Regions from separate parts of the Mus musculus genome. Here region 2 is linked to region 1. The links are chromatin contacts, called in public promoter capture Hi-C maps. All regions are on one chromosome and are shown on one strand. Each heading gives the region's core, a stretch centred on a gene start, on an enhancer-like site or on the middle of the called end of the contact. The rest is flanking DNA. Distances are from core to core; before and after follow the strand shown.

Region 1 (2,700 bases), core at 126-2,625:
GAAGATTCATATAGTGGCCAGGTTGTAAATATTCTAGTCACTGTGGGCTAGTCACAGTCACCCAACTCTGCCATTGCAGTGTGGCAGCAGCCATGGGCACTGTATGCTGAAGAAACTTAACCACCTAGGCCAATGTTTGGTTCAAAGTCCTTATAGTAGAAGACAGAATTATTCATAGAAAAAATAGAATATACTACTAAAAATTACTTGTGGCTTTCTAATTTTATATATTGGAAATATTGGTTAAGATCTATAATAATGATCGATAAATGTTACAGTAGATAATAGTGACCTTTAATTTTATGGGACCTGAAATCCTAAGAGTTTAGCTACATTTCTGTCTTCCCTTTTACTATGTTCATTTTATTCTTATGGAAACTATGTATAACATACCAGATAGTTTGCAAAAGTGTTTTTATTTTCAGAATAGATACTTTCTATAATTAAAGCATTGATATCCAGACACAGAAATCAACATGGTAGACCATAAATATCACTGGAAATCTGAAGTGCATTGGTCATGAGAGTTACTTAATGATGTCATTACCAAATCATTACCATACATTCAAAAATAGCACTAGACCAATTGGGTACTTATTATTAAAGAAAACCCAAACTTCAACCTCAATTCATATCTCACCTTTATAGATATAATTAACTCAAAATATAAACTTAAGCACAAAAGGTAACATTGCAAATTTTTGAAGATATGGAAGGAAGTCTGTAATTTTGGGGCAGATAGATAGATAATTATATTAACCATAGCAAAATAGTAGTGACATAGTATATTGTGTTAGAATTTCAGGATTTTGAGATAGGGTCATAGAAAAACACAAGTGAAGACCTGAAGTGGGAGAAAATATGCATACTGTTCCTGATCTGAAAAGGACCTGTTCCAGGATGTTCAGAGAAGTCTAAGCCTAGGCAGCTAAGCTTAAAAAGGACAAAAGATTTGAATGTGAACTTTTAAAGTAGGTAAAGATGTGAGTGTATGAAAAGATGTTTAGCATCTCCAGTGATTAGGGAAGACCAATTAAAAGCAGTGAGAAAGTAGAACATAGCAGTGTATGCCTGCAGTCCTAGCACTCAGGAGTGGGAGGTGGTAGGGTCGGGAGTTCAAGTTCATCTTCGGATAGGAGACCCTGTAGCAGAGCAGAGCAGAGCAGAGAGAGAGCAGAGAGCAGAGAGCAGAGAGCAGAGCAGAGAAGAACAGAGAGCAGAGCAGAGAGCAGAGCAGAGCAGAGCAGAGAGCAGAGCAGAAAGTAGAGCAGAGAGCAGAAAGTAGAGCAGAGAGCAGAGCAGAGCAGAGAGCAGAGCAGAGCAGAGAGCAGAGCAGAGAGCAGAGCAGAGAGCAGAGCAGAGAGCAGAGAGTAGAGCAGAGAGCAGAGCAGAGAAGAGCAGAGAGCAGAGCAGAGAGCAGAGCAGAGAGCAGAGCAGAGCAAAGCAGAGCAGAGAGCAGAGCAGAAAGTAGAGCAGAGAGCAGAAAGTAGAGCAGAGAGCAGAGCAGAGAGCAGAGCAGAGCAGAGAGCAGAGCAGAGCAGAGAGCAGAGAGCAGAGCAGAGAGCAGAGAGCAGAGCAGAGCAGAGCAGAGAGCAGAGCAGAGAGCAGAGAGCAGAGCAGAGCAGAGCAAAGCAGAGCAGAGAGCAGAGCAGAAAGTAGAGCAGAGAGCAGAAAGTAGAGCAGAGAGCAGAGCAGAGCAGAGCAGAGCAGAGAGCAGAGAGCAGAGCAGAGAGCAGAGAGTAGAGCAGAGAGCAGAGAGTAGAGCAGAGAGCAGAGAGCAGAGCAGAGAGCAGAGCAGAGCAGAGCAGAGAGCAGAATAGAGAGCAGAACAGAGAGCAGAACAGAGCAGAGCAGAGCAGAGCAGAGCAGAGCAGAGCAGAGCGGAAGCAATGAAAAAATGCTCTGCTGCTTGTTACTCACTAACAAGTCTGAAATTGAAATGCTAATAATGCAAAGGTCAAGGATAAAGAGCATCCTGCAGGCTTCCATTCACAAGAGGTGAAGCAAAGGAGAAAGACAGTGTGTTGGCAATTTCATCTGAGGTTAAACACATTAAGAAATCCAGCACATCTAGTCCTAAGCATTCACTGAGAAATATTAAAACATAGTCACATGCAGATTTACATACAAATGTTCATAGTGGTTTTATTTATCATAGTCAGTAGCTAGAATTATCTAAATGTCTGTCAGTAAGCATTTAGGACAAATGTTAGGCACCCATATAACACCAGTTATGAAGCACTAATATTCCTATATGGATGAATTTCAGTTTTACTGATCACACGAAGAAAGTGAGATGGTATATTCTCTATGAGTTTTTCTATGTAAAATTCTAGGAAGTGCAAGCTACTCTTTAATGAGGGGAAATCGGAGGTCTGTAGAAGAGGAGCTGGAGGAGGAGTGACTCTGATGGGCCCAGGAGGACATTTAGTGGTAGCGTGTTTTCACATCTCGATTGTGGTCATGGCAGTGGATTATACACATGCCAAATCTTAATGTAGTACACTCTACTGTGTAAATTATACCTTTATAACACTGACTTAAGAAGAGAAAAAAGCCCACTGTCTGGCATGTTCTCTCCTTGGTAATCATCTTTCTGAGTATATCAATGCCTCTGCCTCTCCATTTCCAGATGACTCATTCCGAACTCGAAATGCCAGCAGTGTTCCAGCTTCCTTTTCTCCTAACCCTGTCATGCCC
Region 2 (2,720 bases), core at 101-2,600, 48 kb after region 1:
GTCCTGGCCTGAGACCTGGAGATAAAGATGGCCCTCCTCTGACTGCCCCATGGGGCTCCCCTCTAGGCCCACCCCTTCCTTTTCTCCCCTGTCTCATTCCCTCTTGGCCTTTGAGATTCAGGTGCTTGGTTACTGCCTCCAGGAAGCTTTTCTTCTCCCCTTCTCTCTGCCACCGGCCTTGTTGGTTTCATCTTGGTTTCAGCACCGGGCTATACCTGTCTATGAATCCCCCTTGGGGAAGGAATACCCCAGTCAACAGTTGGCTTGGCCTTCTTTCTCTTCCTGCTGTTTCTGGGTGCAACTGTGTGCCTCATTCTCCCTGTATCAAACCTACAGGCTGGAGAGTAAATCCTCCTGCCTCAGAAGACGGTTGTGAATGCCTGGTGTGGCTGTCATCAGTGCATGATTATGCACACTCACTTCACGAGGCATCCTGCACCTCATTGTAGAGATGGGACACCAGAGCTAGGTGATGTAGAGCTTCCGTGTAGGTCGGGGTGTGCACCTTCAGAGTCACACCTCTTGCTTTCTCTACTGAAAACCACGTGGCCAGCAAGGTGGCTCTTTAAGGCCAGCCTACAAAAAAGACTAAGGTCATGTGTTTCTTCCTAGTAATATCTTCCTTGCCACGCCTCTCTGAAGTGCCTTGGATCAGGCGGGGATTTAGGCATCATAGCACGTGGTGTGATGCACAGAGAAGCAGGTCATTCTCCCTCCAGCTGTATCACCCCCCACTACACATTACTGAGTTACTATGGCATGGGGTGTGGGCACTCTTTAGAGGGTCCCTGCATATACCACCTGTGCACTACAACCCTACTCAATAGTGCTGCCTGGCACTAATCCATCTCAGCTCTGAGATTCCTTCTCATTCCTGGATGCTAAGGCACCAGGCAACAGGTAGCAATAAAGCATAAACCCAGCTCTCAGTGACAGCCTCCTGCAATGTAAGAAGCTGAAGGGAAATCAAAACCAAGTGGCTGAACCACAGACTATGGGATCGAAGAAGTATTCCACATGGTCGCCTCATGACACAGCTAGCTACCCTCATGTTCATCTATTAAAAATCTCAAGCAAGCAGGCACTGCTGTGTTCTGGAGTGCAGCAGATATAGAGTCAGGGACCCTGGTAGGAGCAAGAGGCACAGAGTACTGTCAGGGGTGACTCACGTCTGCTGTGGGCTCCAGCTGTTCCTTCTGGCTCTGCTTTGCTGTCTGGAATCCTAGCACACGTACAGTAAGGCTTCGGGGAGACTCCCCACTAAATCTTGTTTGCTGGTGTCTTGCTGGTTAATGGTTAGAGGAGGGGGGCAGTGGCCTTCACCATTTGGTGGCCCCCACCCCCCAAGCATCAACCAATGGGAAGCTTTATAGAAAGTAAGGGTAAACACAGCAATTCTGCAAATCAGCTCGACATTGCATGCTGTCCCCTGAAGTTTTATTTTTAATATCAAAGTGTGGCTAGAGTTGCGTCAGGGTTCATGGTTGCCCTGTGCCATCTGGCAGGGGACTCATTGGTGTCATTGATAAGCGCCATGGCATGGACTCTGTGAGGAGCCAGGTGCCTTGGCACCAGGAGGGGAAGAATCAGGCAAGGGTAGGGGAAACAGAGATGTATGAATGAATGTGTGACTGTCCAAGGTCTTTCCCTGGGTTATCTCAGGCCTCCCAATGATTCACTGAACAGACTGCTACGATCTCCCTTCTTTATGAGATTGTCTTGACCTAGTTGTGCTTTTAATTGAAGTTTTCTGTTGTCACCGGGGTTGAACCCAAGACCTTATGCATGCTGGTCAAGGGCTCTGCCACTGAGCTCTGTACCTTAGCAATGTCTCTTCTTTAAAGAAGGAAACTGAGAAGGGCTGGAGATGGAATGAACTGCCCTGCAGCCAATTCCCTCCTGAAGTCCAGCTCTCTTACTCTCACCCGTGCGTTTACTCTCCAGATCACTTTTGTCGCAGGAGGCACACATCAAAGAAATACTATTTGTGTTTCTTTGTTTTCCTTTATAACTAGGACTTCCAAGGAGTGGAAAGGCTGCAGGGTCTCCAGTCAGTCACTATCTTTCTTCTCCTTCTTCTCCTCTCATTCCATAGTACTTCTGTTGCAGTGGGGAGAAAGAGCCTGCCAGAGCCTTAGTTGGTGCGATCTCGTGGATCTCACAGGCTAAAAGCAAAGGGAAAATTAATGTGTGTATGTATGTATGTACGTACGTACGTATGTATGGCCTCACAGTTTCTTTCAGCCCCTCAGAGGACTGTGGACAGAAGTATTTGTCTGTCCCTGCACCAACCACACGGTCCAAGGGAATGTGCCTCTGTGAATACCCACCACGAACCCTGAGCCCTGGGGCCTCAAGTGCAGAGCTCTGTGTCCCAAACCCTGAGCCTACAGCCCCGAGCCCCAAGCCCCAAGCCCCAAGCCGAGCCCAGAGCCCTGTGCTTGATTGACAGCAGCATCACTTCCAAAAAAGGATGAAGGGCGCTGCTCCCATGGGAAATAAGGAAGGTTAGAGGTCATGCCTCGAAGTTTGGGCAGTCCAGTTTTGTTAATAATTGTTGCCCCTTTCAAGATTTCTAGTTTGTAAGCCAATTTTGGACATTATTGCCAAAGATTTGTCTCATCTTGATTTGTAGAATAAATATTTTTCATAGCTAGCTGAGTGTACTGGTATGCTCCTTTAATTCCAGCACTGGGAAAGCAGAGTCAGGTGTGTGTTAG

Evidence for each region. Promoter capture Hi-C pulls out the DNA fragments that hold promoters and counts their contacts.
Region 2: a promoter capture Hi-C map of liver shows a contact between it and region 1. The contact joins the promoter of Serpina6 here to the enhancer-like site in region 1. A contact is called at or near these places in 1 of 39 promoter capture datasets (liver), 7 of 484 Hi-C or Micro-C datasets (cerebral cortex, liver and nephron progenitors) and 2 of 9 other capture datasets (adipose tissue and pancreatic islet).

The regions. Positions count from the first base shown.
Region 1 is chr12:103,607,901-103,610,600 of GRCm38.p6, forward strand. Ppp4r4 (protein phosphatase 4, regulatory subunit 4) reads left to right here. Exons shown (of 25, transcript NM_028980.3): 24 at 2,633-2,700. Among named protein-coding and RNA genes, the nearest start is that of Serpina10, 22 kb to the right of the region's middle. Within about 2 kb of position 1,376, at least 7 of the 459 cell types and tissues checked have an H3K27ac peak or open chromatin away from gene starts, as enhancers often do. A contact at or near this core is called in liver, where this site is marked.
Region 2 is chr12:103,655,868-103,658,587 of GRCm38.p6, forward strand. Serpina6 (serine (or cysteine) peptidase inhibitor, clade A, member 6) reads right to left here and starts at 1,351. Exons shown (of 5, transcript NM_007618.3): 1 at 1,170-1,351.